Regions from separate parts of the Sus scrofa genome. Here regions 2 and 3 are each linked to region 1. The links are chromatin contacts, called in public Hi-C and promoter capture Hi-C maps. All regions are on one chromosome and are shown on one strand. Each heading gives the region's core, a stretch centred on a gene start, on an enhancer-like site or on the middle of the called end of the contact. The rest is flanking DNA. Distances are from core to core; before and after follow the strand shown.

What was found. Promoter capture Hi-C pulls out the DNA fragments that hold promoters and counts their contacts. A called contact is a pair of places that touch in the nucleus more often than the background predicts.
Region 2: a Hi-C map of liver shows a contact between it and region 1, with 6 times the contacts expected there. The contact joins the promoter of SMIM12 here to the promoter of SFPQ in region 1. A contact is called at or near these places in 5 of 47 Hi-C or Micro-C datasets (embryonic fibroblasts, fetal skeletal muscle, heart right ventricle and 2 more).
Region 3: a promoter capture Hi-C map of fetal liver shows a contact between it and region 1, with 2.8 times the contacts expected there. The contact joins the promoter of C6H1orf216 here to the promoter of SFPQ in region 1. A contact is called at or near these places in 3 of 5 promoter capture datasets (fetal liver, fetal skeletal muscle and liver) and 3 of 47 Hi-C or Micro-C datasets (embryonic fibroblasts, fetal skeletal muscle and skeletal muscle).

What each region holds. Positions count from the first base shown.
Region 1 is chr6:91,406,980-91,409,679 of Sscrofa11.1, forward strand. It overlaps SFPQ (splicing factor, proline- and glutamine-rich), which reads right to left and starts at 1,257. Exons shown (of 11, transcript XM_021095898.1): 1 at 332-1,257. The coding sequence starts at 1,144.
Region 2 is chr6:91,112,304-91,115,003 of Sscrofa11.1, forward strand. It overlaps SMIM12 (small integral membrane protein 12), which reads right to left and starts at 1,383. Exons shown (of 2, transcript XM_003362205.4): 1 at 1,182-1,383.
Region 3 is chr6:91,889,156-91,891,855 of Sscrofa11.1, forward strand. C6H1orf216 (UPF0500 protein C1orf216 homolog) reads right to left here and starts at 1,348. Exons shown (of 2, transcript XM_021095921.1): 1 at 1,135-1,348.

The sequences.
Region 1 (2,700 bases), core at 7-2,506:
GGAACTCCCTCCATCTCTCCAATCCTACATTTCACTCTGCTCTGGTTCCAAAAGTCCGCTAGTTTCAATACGGCGCACCATAGCTTAGCATCACCTTAAGGCCACCCCCGCGACTGCTGCGCCAGTCGGGTGGCCAACCACAGGGGCCTGCTAGCGGACCCACGCCATCCGCCTCCCGCTCCGGCAGCCGGCCCCGCCCCTCCTCGTCTCCCGCGCGCAGGCGCTCTTTCCGGTCTCCGACAAAATGGAGGGCGGGGAGGGGAAGGGAAGGGAAAAGAGGGGGCCGCCGCCATCTTAGAGAAACCGACGCGTAGGTCTGGGAGACACTCACCTCCGAGTCCGAGATCTTTTCCTCACTGCGGCCGCCGGGCCCGCCCGGTGGTGGCCCTTGGTGGTGCTGCTGGTGGTACGGCGGGTGGTGCTGCCGGCCGCCGCGGGGCTCCCCACCGCCTCGGTGCGGCGGTTTGGCGTGGCCGCCAGGGGTGCTTAGGCCCGGGCCGCCGCCGGGCTTCGGCCCGCCTGGCATTTTGCCGCCTTTGGGGCCGCCAGGTCCCGGGCCCTGCTTAGGTCCGGGGCCTGGGCCCCCTGCGGGTGGAGGAGGCGGGCCCCCAGCCTGAGGCGGGGTGGTGGGGACACCGCCGCTCGGCGGCGCAGGCGGAGGTGCCCCGGGGGGCGCCGAAGTGACGGCCGGCGGCGGGGTCGGGGTGGGGCCCGACCCCGTGGGGGCCCCGGAGGTCGGGGGGGTGGCGGGCGGCGCCGAACCAGAAGCCGGGGGAGCGTTGCCTACTCCGGGAGCCGGGCCGGGCCCCTGAGAAACGACGGGCTTGGACGAGTCCTGTGGAGGCGGCGGCGGCTGCTGATGCGGCGGTGGCTGGTGCGGCGGCGGCTGAAGCGGCGGCGGCTGCTGTGGTGGCGGCTGCTGCGGCGGCGGCTGTTGCTGTTGCTGGTGCGGAGGCGGTGGCGGGATCGGGGGCTTGGGACCACCCTGGCCCGGGCCGGGCCCCATAGGTCCGCGGTTCTGATTGAGGCCCATGCCTGGCGGCGGGGAGCGGAAATCGTGGAGGCCGCCGCGGCCGCCGCCCCCTCCGCGCCGGTGGAAGCCGCCACCGCCACCGCCCCGGCTTCGGAACCGATCCCGAGACATGTCTGTAACCAAGGGGCGGTCGAGGCAGAAGCGGAGAAGACGTTCAGGAAACGTGGAGGCCACCTTGCTTCTCACAAGATGGCGGATGACACAGGCGGCGCGCCGCCTTTGTCCTCCTCTTATATAGGCCGGCTGGCTTGGCCCCGCCTACTTCTGGATCAATAGCAGCAATAGCCAATTGCAATTACTGTACTTGATGACGCTAAGTTACGAGGAGTTAATCTTTCCTATTGGCTCCCGGATGAGAGGCGGGAGGCATGGAGTGGCTGAAGTTTCCAGTAAGCCAATGGGCGGAAAAGGAGTTGGCTGTAGGTGACGGTGATTTGCTGAGAGATATTTGAATGGGTTCGCCGGAGCAATTTTTCCCTTGGAAGCAGATAGCCAGGGCCCTATCAGCTCCTGGGGAGAGATGTTAGCAAGTCCTTTCTTTCTTGATTGCCCTTAAGAGCAGCCTGCTGATATCCTCCCCCAGAAAGAACCTACAGCCTCCAGCTCAAAAGCATAAATTAAGTGCCTGCTATCTTTTCTACCTTGTGCTGGGCCCATAAATTTAGAGAAAAATTTTTTTTTACCGATTTCGCACACTTGATCTTACTGATTTCATTTTGGAATCTCACTGGAGTACTGGTTTGTTCTAGCAGTAAAAGTGTCGCCATGGGCTTTAGTGATTGCTCTTTGTTCAAAAAGAAAGGCCTTGATTTTGTGTGTATACACTAATTTACAAACACATCACAGGAAGAAATGAACGTTTTTCTTAATTCTACAAACCACAAAACACTTTATGGACAGATTAAGATGCTTTAAAACTAGATTATTAATACAAAACAAATGAATCTTTCCACAGAAAAGAAACTCATGGACTGGAAGAACAGACTTGTGGTTGCCTAGGGGAAAGGGGAGGGAGGGAGGTGGACTGGGAGTTTGGGGTTAATAGATGCAAACTATTGCATTTGGAGTGGGTAAGCAATGAGATGCTGCTGTATAGCACAGGCAACTATATCTAGTCACTTGTGATGGAAATGATGGGGGATAATGTGAGAAAAGAATATGTATATATATATATATGTATTACTGGATCACTTCACACAGTAAAAATCGACAGAACACTGTATAGCAACTATAACAGAAAAAAAAAAATCATAAGAAATGTTTAAAAATGCAAATCAGGAGTTCCCGTCGTGGCTCAGTGGTTAACGAATCCGACTAGGAACCATGAGGTTGTGCGTTGGATCCCTGGCCTCGCTCAGTGGGTTAAGGATCCAGCGTTGCCCTGAGCTGTGGTATAGGTCGCAGACACAGCTCATATCCTGCGTTGCTGCCTCTCTGGTGTAGGCGGGTGGCTACAGCTCCGATTAGACCCCTAGCCTGGGAATCTCCATATGTTGCAGGTGTGGCCCTAGAAAGGCAAAAAGACAAATAAATAAATAAATAAATTTTTAAAAAATGCAAATCAGAAAAATAAAAACATAAAATTACAATATTGAATTATCTATACATATCAACGAAGGGGCAGAATCCAACTACTTTGAAGAGCATAAGCCATTTCCCTTGATACC
Region 2 (2,700 bases), core at 133-2,632, 290 kb before region 1:
TGTGGCTGTAAACAGAAAACAGAAAACAAAAAAACAAAAAGAGTCACCCTTGAAGTCAAACCTAATACTTCTCCATTTTCTTTCCTACCTTGTAAACAAGTTCTCTTCTAGCAAACACTTTCCCTCAACAGCCACTCTCCATTCAGATTTCCAATTTGTCTTAAAACATATGAAGCATGAGTCCACAACTAATATTATATCTCATGTGCAGTACAAGCTCTACCTCTGTCTACTGTTCACATTCTAATCATTCCCAAATAAATTAATCTACTCATTTATTCAACACTTATAACCACTTTCTCTGTGTCACACAGTGAGCCGGCCTACCCCATTTATTCCTATTTCTCTTCACGCTCCAAGAGGGCAAGGCTCAGGTTTGTGCGTCCCCACTGTGCCCTATCCATCCCCCACCGCTCCCACCCCTCCTGGCACTAAGTGTCAAAAAGTGTGTCGAATGAATGAGAGCTCAAGCAACTCATTAGTTTAAAACCACAGTAGTCATCCATCCACCCGCTTTCAAAAGGCGGCAGGAATACACAACTGGTATCTTTGCTGATTACATGAGACTAAATACTCTAACAAGTCATCCCCAGATTATCAAAACTAAAGAAGCAACTGTCTGGTAAACACCGTGACGCACAGTTCCAGCCCCGCACGGAGGGAGCCTGAGTGTCCGGGAAAGGTCAAACGGGTTGCCGGGAAACCCGCTCTTGTGCGGGAGTCCGGAGGCCCAGTGAGACGCGAAGCCGCAGTCCGAAATTTGAGGAATGCAGGGGAGAGGAGGGGAGACATGAGTGGGTAGAATTAATCCTGACGGTCACTCGCACCCAAAGCAGGTATGAAAACACAAAGAGGTCAGGGTTCAAGGGTCTGTCCTCCTCCTTCCTCTGGGTTCCCGGGCCCCTGCGCCGATCCCACCAGACTGACGGCCTCGTCAGCGTCCTTCTTCACTCACGTGCCTGAGGCCAAGAAGCCCCAGCCTCCGTGTCTGCAGGGCGCTGAGACTCCGACGCTGAGCCCCAGGAAGAGAGGGAGCCGTTAGGCCTGGCCAGGGCCGGAGCTGACGCTCGCCATCACCCCTCCCCTAACTCAGAGATCAAGGCCAGGAGCCGTCGTCATAGCAACAAGCGGCCCTGCAACAGCTCACGGGGGAAGGACTGCCCGCCGGGACGCTCGCTTACCTGCCCCGCAGCCCACACTCCTCCGTCGGGCTCCCGCCCTCCACTGGCGCGCCGGGAGCACCAACGTCGCCAATCCCAGGAACCCGCGGGGCCTCGCCCCGGGACCCCGCTCACCGGCGCCGGCTCCCTCGGAGCGCCGGGATTGGCTGAACTCCAGCCAAAGGACCGGGAAAGCTAGGCTACGCCGCGGGCCGCGCTGAGCTGAAATGGATACAGCGCCCCCTACCGGCTGGGAGGTTTCACAGTGACGTCACCACGGGCTTTCGCGCGGAGAAAGTGGAAGGTCATGCCTCCTTGTATTCAACGGATGTTTATTAGGCGTCTTCTAAGCCCTAGGTCTGGGCACAGAAAAATAAAAGACATAACCCTTGGCCTCAAGAAGGTCTCAGCAGAGTATAATGCAGAACTTTTAAGAATTCTTCTGATTTAGTCCAGTTTTCTAGCCATGTGACCTTGGGAACATTGTTAATCTGAGACTCCTTTCCCTTTTATTTAATTAATTATTTGTTTATTTATTTTTGTCTTTTTTGCCTTTTCTAGGGCCGATTCTGAGGTATATGGAGGTTCCCAGGCTAGGGGTCTAATCGGAGCTGTAGCCACTGGCCTATACCAGAGCCATGGCAACGCAGGATCCGGGATCCGAGCCACGTCTGCAACCTACACCACAGCTCACTGCAACGCCAGATCCTTAACCCACTGAGCAGGGCCAGGGATCGAACCCGCAACCTCATGGTTCCTAGTCGGATTCGTTAACCACTGAGCAACGAAGGGAACTCCCCTCCTTTCCCTTTTATGCATAAAGGTAATAACACCTATTTCAAGGATGTTGTGAGAGTTAGGTGAGATAATGTATGCAAAGTGCTGAGCCAGCACGTAGCAAGCAGGGAAATAAATGATACTACTGTTAGTATACAAATAATTGAAATATAGTAAAACCTAAGTTTTACCTGACCTCTCAGGTACAAGTATTCACTCTCTCCTCTGTGTCCCCACTGCACCTTGTACAGATGTCTGTTTTTATAGAAAATAACACCAAAGCTTAGTTCCGTAATGCCCACCCCCCCATCCCTGCACACCTAGCCCTGCTGTTCCATCCTTATTCCACTAGTCTCAGCCAGGCTTATCTGTCTTTCCTAACACATGCTAAACCCCTTCTACTTCCCCATGTGGACCAAACTGCTTTATATCTCTGTGCCCTTAGTTATGCTTTCTCATCTACCTGGAGCCCCCTTCCCACATTTATTTATTTATTTATTTATTTATTTATTTATTTATTTATTTATGCTTCTTAATCTTTAAGAGCTTCTTCCACGCCAGTGCCATGTGGAAGTTCTCTAGCCAGAGATAGAACCCTTGTCACAGCAGTGACCGGAGCCAGCTGCTGCAGTGACAACACCAGATCCTTAACCCACTACAAGGAAACGCCAACCACCTTTTTTTTTTTTTTTTTTTTTTTTTTTTTTTTTTTTTAATACAAAGTAGCTCTGGCTTTTTTTTTCAAGCTTTAGGGACACCTTGG
Region 3 (2,700 bases), core at 98-2,597, 480 kb after region 1:
GCTCACGGATCCTTAACCCACTGAGCAAGGCCAGGGATCCTAGTCGGATTCGTTAACCACTGAGCCATGACGGGAACTCCCATGTTTGTTTCTTGATGGTCAGTAAATGTCTATTCAAGTTTTTGGGGTTTTGCTTTTTTATCTGTCTTACAATAGCAGCTTCCACTTCTGGCTCTGTGACTAGAGATAGAATTCCTCTATATATCTTCCATCATATTCAGGAGCCAGTATGGAGCCTGGCACTAACCAGGTACAGTAGATCCTTGCCGAGTGAGTGTGTGAATGGGGGAGGGGGACTGCAGTGGGATATCTATGCTCAGGAAGACCCCAACAACAGTAGCAGAGGCTACAGCTGAAGCCTAGGTTCGCCCCTCTGCTCAGAGAGGAACCCCCTCCCCCACTGACAAGCCTCTCTCCCCTGACCCGGCCCTTTGAAGCCTCCATGTCTAGCACAATCCCGGTGCCCCTGCCTCTAGCTTGCTCCATCCTGAGGCCCTGGAAAGAGGGCATGCCCCATTATTCTTCCTCCCCAACAACCGACCTCTCCCAAAATTAGTGTTTACTTGACGAGAGCTTTCTATTGACCATATATTACTAGGATTCGAAAAAGTGGGGGTTCAGTAAGAGTGAGGGATAGTGTAAGTGGAGGGAGCAGGGACCCTTCCCACATTCAGTAGTGGGAAGAGGTCCTAGGAGCAACGGTTTAGGGACAGTCCCTTTGTAACCTACACACTCCATCCTGTTAAGCAAGGGGCTTGGAGATCTTCCTGGCCCAATGTTTTCTTTTTTTCTAAGCTTGGGCGGGGGCCGTGAGGGAAGCTGGGATGAGTGGAGGTGGTACTAAGAATCACGGGGTTCTCAGAGACGGTAAAATGGGAATGGAGACAGCCCAGGATCAGGTTTCTCTCCAAGCTAATTAGCAATTTGCCGAGGTGGGGCGCTCTGTAAGGGTGGGAGGAGGCAGCCCCCCTTCCTGCCTAGCCTTGAGGGGGTGGGGGAAGGAGACTACCCCGGGAGACCGAGGATACTGACGGCCCTTCCTTAATCTCCCCCAAAGAGGCAGCTGGGCCGAGGCTGCGACCCCCGCCCCCTGCGGCAGGGGTCCAAACCCTCCCGCTCCGGGCCCCCACTCACGGCCTGGAGGCGCCGGCCCGCCCAGCTAGCTCTGTTCCGAAGGCCCGCGGCGGGAACTCTTCCGTCGGGGTTGTGGCGGGGGCGGGGGGGGGTTGTCCCTTGGCCTGGGCGTCCACGCGGGCAGGGGCGTGGGTGCGGGTTTTCGTGTCGCGCTCCCACCCAGGCCGGGACTGCGGAGTCGCGCGGCGTCAGCGCGGCGGGGCGGGGCGGCCAGGCCCACGTGGGTCGGTTCGGTTTTCCGCGGAGCCGCGCGAGGGCCGGAGCGCTGGAACCGCCTCCTGAGCCTTCGGCACCTTTGACCCAGCCCTTGCAGACTCTGTTTTATTTCATAACTGCGTTCACAGGATCCCTCCGATCGGTTTGCCTCACTGCACATTCAGTGACATTTTCAGAATGAAAATCTGATCATGTCTCCACCTTCCTGCCTAAAACCATTCAATGGCTTCCGCATTGCAGGCTAAATCCTTAGGGCAGCAGCCGTGGGGCTCTGAGCATCCTGCTTCACCTCTGCGGCTTCAGCCTGTGCCCTCGCCTCTGCAGCTGGGCTTCACGCCCCTTCTGCCACACTGTTCTCTCTGCCGAAAATTCTCTCCCCCATCTCATATTTCGGATCTCTTCTCAGAAAAACCTCTAACCTCCCAGATCAGATTAGTCCCCCCTTTTTATGTTATCCTCCAGGGTGTTTTATTCCTTTTCTTAATAGCAGCTATCACCATTTAAAGTTATATGTTTCTTTTGTGCTTATCTGATTAAAGTCATTTAATGAACAGAGTAATTGCTGACTCTATTGATAAAACCGAAAAGCACTGGCTGTTAAGGAGAGGCAGCCCCAGAAAAAAATATGGGACAAATTTAGCCTTCAGGTCATAGGATCTTCCAGAAGATCCCTTCTACACCCTCACCTTTACTGGACAAACCAAGCAATTGGCTATAACTTCCCCATGCTCCCCCCTCCCCCTGCCAATTAAAAACAAGCACAACTAGGAGTTCCTGTTGTGGCTCAGCAGTTAACGAACTGACTAGTGTCCATGAGGACTATGGTTCGATCCCTGGCCTCACTCTGTGGGTTAAGGTTCTGGCAGGCCATGGTGTAGGTCACAGACGCGGCTAGGATCCAGCGTTGTTGTGGCTATGGTGTAGACCGGCGGCTACAGCTCCAGTTGGACCCCTAGCCTGGGAACCTCCATAAGCCATGGGTGCGGCCCTACAAAAGACAAACAACAACAACAACAAAAACCCTCAACTAAACTAATATGGATTCATTTTTGAGTCGTAATACATTAGAAAATACCATTGTCTTTCCCCCTCCTTTCTTTTGCTTTTTTTTTTAAGAGAATTTGAGTCTGATCTCTATGATGAGGCATCCTCTTCCATTCCCAGCTTAATTCTAACTTCCCACTCTGCAATAGAGATTAAATGGCAAATTAAATCACACCAACACATCCTGTAAACAAAATAAAGGAAGTGGAAGAGAAAAATCATTTTATGATTAGGACAACTATTTTAAGAGAGAAAAGGAAATAAAACGGAAAAGGAAGAAGTAACTCAAGCTTTGGGTACTCCCCC